2 separate regions of the Mus musculus genome follow, and region 2 is linked to region 1. The links are chromatin contacts, called in public Hi-C maps. All regions are on one chromosome and are shown on one strand. The core of a region is the stretch at or near the end of the contact, and the rest is flanking DNA. Distances in the headings are between cores, read along the strand shown. Region 1 has its middle 60 kb from the start of Gm4166. Region 2 overlaps Gm45941 (a long non-coding RNA gene).

Region 1 (3,509 bases), core at 802-3,301:
CTTTGGGTGTCTGTTCTGTCAGGGCCTGGGATGTTTCAGAATTGCTAACTGGAAAGTATCTGTGTCACAACTTCTTGTACGCTAGAAAACATGAGCTGTGTTTGAACAAGAACAGCTCCTATAATGTCTGCCCTTTTCTGAAGAAAAACAGTGGAGTGGATGGAGAGGTGCAGAGGGGAGATCTATGGGGAGGGCCTTGGGGGGAGAAGGGAGGGGTAACTTTGGTCAGGATGTAAAAAAGAAAGAAAATTGATGTATTTATATAAAATATATATTGTATAAAGAGGGGAAAAAAAAGAAGAGTGTTCCCTTAGGCTCCCATATTTGAATGCTTAGTCATTAAGCAGTGGTGTTGTTGGGAATGATGAGGAGGTGTGGCCTTGTTGGAGGAACTCTGTCACTGGGGGGAGGCCTTAAGGCTTCAAAAGTCTCAGTCAGTCCCAGGATCTCTCTCTTCTTCCTGTTGCCTGTGGATCCAGATGTAGAACTCTTAGCTATTTCTCCAGCGCCATGCCTGCCTGGATGCTGCCATGTTTCCTGCCATGCTGACAATGGACGAAACTTCTGGAACTGTAAGCCAGCCCCAATTCAATGCTTTCATGGACAAGGGTTGTGGTGATCATGGTGTCTCTTCACAGCAGTAGAACAGTGTTTCAGACAACATATACAATCTTTAAAAAATTGCTGTGTAGTAAGCATAATTTTTAAAACAAAAACCAATAGTTTTTTTTTCCTTCAAAGTATGGAGGAAAATATAAGAAAAACCCAAAGGTACTGAGGCTTCTGAGGTGGCTGGACGTAACCTGGGTCAGGTGGAAGTTGAGTTGCTGGCTCTTCTCAGCACACACTGAGTGGCTGTCGACGTATTGGTTCAGACGAATGTGCCGGCAGGTGTAGATGTGTATGCTTGTGTGTGGAAGTCAGGAGTCATTCTGGGGTCGTTCTTTTGGTACAACCCACCTTGTTCTTTGAGACAGGGTCTCCTGCGAAGACCTATGGCTCACCAATTAAACTATACCGCTTGGCAGTGAGCTCAGAGATCTATGCTCACCTCTGTCTCCTTAGCACAAGGATTACAAATGCATCCCACAGGGCCTTGCTATTTCCCCTGGCTTCTAGGGATAGAACCAGGTCCTCATGCTTGCCCAGCAAGTACTTTATCCATAGAGTCATCTCCCAGCCCCCAACTTTGTCTAATTATGATGGAGTTCTGTCCCTTCAGTCTTACTTTGAAGTACCTTCGACTTCAGTGACAGGTGGTTTGAAAAGGAGCTTCAGGGGACCTTAGAATCTAGCAGAACAGCAAATTTCCCAGAGAGAATGACACTTCAAAAAAACCGATTAAAATGTATAAACATTGACACCTTTTCTACTTGAGGGGACAGGAAAGGGGGAAGGATTTTCTTATTTCTGGGAATTTAATCCAAGCTGCCAGCTTTGCTTTCTAAGAGCGCAGATAACATCCGAGCGCTGGAGCCTGCACTGCACATGCGGACAGGGAACTGCCAGAGGAACACCAAACTCTGGCTCTGGTGTGGCAGCTGACCATGGACCTGAAACAGGCATCTGGCCACTGGACAAATGCAGACAGAAGCACTGGACAAATGCCAGGCCCTAACTGGGTGTGGCAGCTGGCCACAGCCCTGGAACAGATGTCCAGCAGAAAACTCTCCTGCCTTGGTACCATAGTGCTGTTTGTATTAGACATGGTAGTTTGTGAACTAGGATTTTCCTGAAACAATCTGAATGGGTGTTCTAAAATTTTATATTCCTCTACGTACACCCACTTTACAGAATTCTACATTGGAATTTCCCATGAAAATATGGCTTTTTAACTGCATTTCCATGCATAAGTTTGCAACATCATATTCTGAGATGAAATATGCCTCCAAAGAAAGCATTTTTTCCCTCTGTAAGCCAGAAAGAGACTTTGATGCTGGGGACCTGTGAGGAAAGTCTGAAAAAAAAAAAGGGCAGGCTTTTGTACTAGGGAGACATGGATAGAGCTTCAGTCAGGATAGATGAGCACATTTCCTGTCAGTGCCAACTGCCGGAGGCTTCTGCCTCCCTTCCAAAGGGGCACTTGCAGACACTGCCTCAGAGACTTGGAGTCAAATGACCTCTGCCCTGGCAGGTTCCTGATTATTCACAAGCTCACCTCTGAGACTGGGCCTTGGAAACTGAACTCACTGGCATGGTCAGGGGCTGGGAGGTCTGATTTCATATTCTTGAAGAAAAGTATTCATATATAATGATCTCATAAGACAATGTGTTCCAGTGTAATGAATTTTCACTGTATTCACTCCTCAGAGACCTCCTTAAGGCCCCCCTTCTCTAGGAGTCTCCTTTCTATTCTGGAGTGGCCCCCCCTCTTTCATGCTTGCCCCTCAGCTGCTCCTTCTTAGCTGTTGATGCCACCCCAACTCAGGGGCCAGTGTCTGGGGAGGCAAAAAATCCCTTTTTCTGACTTCATTCCATGGCTGGGGTGCCTCCCTGACCTGCATGATAGCCAGCTCTGGTCTTTCTTGAAAGCAGAAACAAGGAAATTAGTCCACATCTCAGCACCTGGGGTGTTCCTGCTACAATATGATTAGATGTTGAGATTATTTCCAATGTCTCAATGAAATAAGTCTGGGGTGTGGGCATATTCAGAGTACTTAGCCAGAATCTCCATGGAGTAACAGTTTCATGAGGAGTATGTTTGAGAAGAACGAACGTCATAATGTCAGGGTTAGCAGATCTCATCTGTGTCCTAGCAGTTGGGATACTGAAAAGCAGGAAAACCACCATGAATTTGAAGCCAGATCACATAACGAGCCACAGATGACTCTGGACTAAAGAGTAAGGCCCAGGTGAGCTTGGCTACATCATTAGACCTTGTCACAAATACATTCAACAACAACAATAACAACAATAACAACAAAACACAAACATTTTAGAAAAAGGACTTCAGTACTACTTTTCTTTCCAACAGGGATGACTGATGCAGACTTCTGATAATTTCCCACATTGTTCAGGGTCACTGTTTTTCAGAGATGTAGCCAGATGTTTCATGCAGACAGTGGTAGAACATTCTCTCCTAGAGCTCTCCGGGATTCAAGGAGTTATAGATGTCAGCACACTGCTGAGTGCATAGCAACACAAACAGGATTTCTACATGAACTCAGGCTTCAGACCCTGGAATGTTCTAGAGAGTCAAATGTGTATATGCACACTCAGAACTGAACCTGGGGTCTCCATAAAATTTCTCACACTCGCTTCGTTTGAAATTGCCCTGTAGCCTCAGCAAACCTTGAGCTTTTGATCCTCCTGCCTCAGTATCCTGAGCAAGCTGGTCCTGTCAGACCTGCCTCCTTCTGTTTGGATGTTTTTTTTTTGTTGTTGTTGCCTTTGTAACACAAAATGACCTAGAACTCTGATCTTCCTGTCTTGTCCTCATCTAGGACCACAAGTACACTACAGTGTAGCTGGTGACCTTTCTCTAACCAATAAACCATCTGTCAAATGGA
Region 2 (3,827 bases), core at 516-3,015, 320 kb after region 1:
TGTGTGCAAAACACACACACACACACACATAAACACACACACAGAGAGACAGACTTATACGAACCCTCATACCCACATTTTCATTTCTCCCTTTCCCGAAGGACTGTTCTCACCATCAGCCTCCAGATCTCATGACAAATCTCACACTGTAGGTGGCCATGGTCACACTGTCTCAGAAGAACCAGGATGCTGAATATTCTGCTTGCCGTTACACATAGAGTAGTCACGGTCTAGACTCATTCAATGAGCAGTCAGCTGATTCCTCAAGCGGTTTTGCATTCACTAAGGGTGTGTTCTTTTTCACCTTGTCCCTCTTCACCTTTCACAACATAGAAGAAGAGGGAAACTCACTTTTTATCATCCACATTGACTCTGATAGTAAGTCAGAGTCAATCATCCAGGCCCCCACAGGCAGGCGAAGGAAGTACAGTAGACCACAAAGATCAGAGGGCCTTTTGGGTGAGCTCACAGTCTGGGTCCTGAGGAAAGGGTGAAGTTGTAAGGAGCTCCCAAGGCGGTGGCTAGGCAAAAGTTCCAACAGGGGGTGCATCTTTGTCCCATAGCAGTGCTGAGTCTCTGCAAGCAGCCTGGACTTCTCTCGCAGTAGCAGTTTGAATTAAATGTAATAAGGCCCCGCATGGGAAGAAGACCTCGAGGGGCTGGGACAGAACAGGCGTAAGGATCCTTACACTTCAGTTTTTCTCCACAGGTCATTGCACTTCAATACCCTCATCCTCTGTATGTGGCTTTGTCGGGTGCGGGGCTGTCATCTCTATTTCACAGAATTCAAAGACAGCTGAGTCAAAGCCTACTGCACATGCTCCTGCCTTTCTCTCTTCTGTGGGTGCTGTGTGTCTCCTCAAGCAAAGAGCATGCACATCAGGAAAGGCTGTCATGGCAACTCTGACACTCCCTTCATACTGACCCATTTGGAATTTTTCCTATTTAATACCAAGACATGGATTAAGAGGTTTGTTTGTCCTTAGATTTTCCTTTCATTTATTATGAGGCCAAGGAGTCTCTCAATAAAATATTCCACGGCCTTGAAATCCTTGGCTTTTCCCTGCTTTATAACATACATGACCACAGGCTCTGGGTATGTGGGTTTCCTGAGAGGCAGGCTGTTGTTAGCACTCAGTGGCCATAAATTTAAGTGTGCTTAGGTTAACTGAGTATCCTGTTAACATAATCATAGCAACAGCCAGCCTTTACCACAAGTATGTAAAAAGACAAGTTGTGTAAATATCGTTTGTGAATTCCTAAGCTGCGGGAGACTCATGGGAAGATGAAACAAATGGGAAGAAAGTGAAAAACGAGAGGCTGCTTCAGGAGTGAATCTGTGTGAGGAGAAGCCATGCACCTCATCACAATTGTCTCCAAAATTATGCAAGCAAGGAAAGGAGCTGTCACATCTCCTCCTAATTAAATTCATACATTTGTTCCTCTTCAAAAATGGCCACACACTCCATCTGCCAGTACAGCATGCTTGGTGTTTTCAGCCAATACTCTCTTGCTGAGCTGTTCATACCGAGTCGTGGGGCACAGAGGGGCTGAACTGTAGGAGCAGCTTTCTGAAGAAAAAGGGTAGAATGGTCTGTGTACATCTGAGTTATTTATCTTCATTTTTTGGTGATAAAAAAGATCAAAAACCACATGAAAGATAAACCATCAGAAAGTTTGAGCTGTAGGCACAGCACTGACAGGCTGAGGAACATTTTTAGTGGTATGGTAATTTGGTGGAAGCGCCGTGATTCTTTTTAACAGCTCATATTAAATCAGAGGAGTTGTTAACTACAGCCACTCAAAGAAAGCACATCCCATGAGCATGCTCTGCAGCACGAATGCTTAATCTGCTAGGTGCCTTTGTTCTGAGGTGCCGCCTGTGACGCAGAGTGCCCCTTAGACTGTCTGAAGGATGTGAAGGCAGGATGCCTTTGCCCACATGGGCTGCCTGTGTGAAGCTCACGAAGCCCTTGTCTGTAGTCCCAGATGCAGGGAAGCATTCTGTGTGGCTCCAACCCTCTTGCTCTCCCACAGTAACTCCAACCCCTTTTGTTTCAGGCCGGCTCTTCTCTTTTACTCATTTCATAAGCAACTGGTTTTTCTTAGTCTATCTATTCATTCCTTCTGCAAGAATTTGCCCTTCTCCAGCATTCCAAGTACCAGTCATCACAATTCCTTTCCTCAGGAATGAGCCGTTCTTGTTGTCTAACAATCTATGAGTAAATGAAAATTTCAGACAAGTGTGATTTTTTAAAATAATATATAGCACTGCAGTGTCTGTTAACTTTATTATTGCTCTTATTTTTGTTAATGTTGAAATCTATCGTACTTACTCTATAATTTTATTACTGAGTATTGCTTCTTGTAATTGTCATTGAAGGGTCAAGCGAACTTTCTCAAAGTGAGTTACGCACTATCCCATTCAAGGTTGCTTACTCACCTTGCATTGTTGTGTCTGCATGGCATAGTCCACCAAGTTAATGCTATCACCAGAAAAAAACTTGGTAGGGTTGAGTGCATTCAGAAACTCAGTACTCTCATACCTGAGGATAGTGGGGATTTCATCTACTCCTGAACAGGTTCCTGTCCGGGAACATGTGACCATGACACCCCATGGAGAGTACTGTGACAATCAGTCACTTAGTGACAGGGCCTGAAGCCCCTCCACCTCCACATGCAGATCCGACCAAGCCAGTAGAAAGCATCTGCTTTTAGACCCTACCCATCCCAAAATGTATATAAATAAGATCCTGTCCAAAAGGAACAAAACACACATGAGTTATTTCATCAAAGACTGACTGAGAGTGTCTGTTGTACAGAGCTGTAACACACTGGAGACGAGAATTCTCTCTGGAAGCTTTTGTTGCCAGAAGCTACTCAAGCTCAGCTGTGCCCTGCTGGCCAACTGAGTCCCACCGCACCACAGCAACTCTGGAGTGGCAGCAGCTGTGAAAGAGACCTGACAGCTCACCTTGATCTACCTCCCCCTCCCCTTTGGAGAGAGCAACAATTTGGCCACTCAAGCCCACAGGCAGAGCCCTTTAGATCTCCATGGATAGTGTCCAGTACACAGACCAGAACGTCCTCATCCCTATTCAGATTTAAGTTACATACATATTAGGATAATGAGGATTCCATACCATCTCTAGGAAATAGCTCAGCAGTGTGGGACAGGGACCCCCCCTCCCCAAGTTGCGTTTTTACCTTCTCTGGTTGTTGATGGGTCCGTTCTTGTGCAGACTCACTAATGTCATCAGTTGTTGAGAGTGCATGCTCGCAGTGCCTGTGCATTGCTCAGAAGACAGATTCTACAGCTCTTCTCCTTCCAGCTCTTATAAGCTTTCCACTCATCCTACTCCTCCCCGGAACTTTGGACAGAATGCCATAAACACCGTGTTTGGGGCTGGGCACTCAACTGTCCAGTTTAGCCACTAGAAAAAAAAAGGCTTCATTGATTAAATCTGAGAATGACAATTGTCTATGGATATATATATTCACCAGATAGTGTTTTAAGTAGTACTTTGCCATGGGTAAGAGCAATTGATGACTAAATATGAACAATAACTAAGATAAAATGCTGAATAACTGTAGGAATTTGCAATCAAGAGAAGGTAACAGTTTATATTTTCTTGCGGAAAAAAAAAAAAACTAAAACATTCTTGCTTTCCAGAACAATGAGGTTACCAGCCTGAAAATGGCAGTCGTATATAAATCCTCTTATCCCATGGACAGATTCTGTGAAGATCAGCAGCTATGTCTCCAAACACAGGTGAGTGTATGAAGCTAACCATGAGAGGCCAATTCTGATACTCAGAACACTGCTG

What was found. Hi-C and Micro-C count contacts between places; a contact is called where the count stands out from the background.
Region 2: a contact with region 1 is called in a Hi-C map of cerebellum, with 1.9 times the contacts expected there. The contact joins two enhancer-like sites.

The regions. Positions count from the first base shown.
Region 1 is chr12:27,656,165-27,659,673 of GRCm38.p6, forward strand. No RefSeq gene overlaps it. Among named protein-coding and RNA genes, the nearest start is that of Gm4166, 60 kb to the left of the region's middle. Within about 2 kb of position 2,052, at least 7 of the 459 cell types and tissues checked have an H3K27ac peak or open chromatin away from gene starts, as enhancers often do. A contact at or near this core is called in cerebellum, where this site is marked.
Region 2 is chr12:27,976,921-27,980,747 of GRCm38.p6, forward strand. It overlaps Gm45941 (a long non-coding RNA gene), which reads left to right. Exons shown (of 3, transcript XR_381389.3): 2 at 3,674-3,772. Among named protein-coding and RNA genes, the nearest start is that of Gm31025, 7.5 kb to the right of the region's middle. Within about 2 kb of position 1,766, at least 36 of the 459 cell types and tissues checked have an H3K27ac peak or open chromatin away from gene starts, as enhancers often do. A contact at or near this core is called in cerebellum, where this site is marked.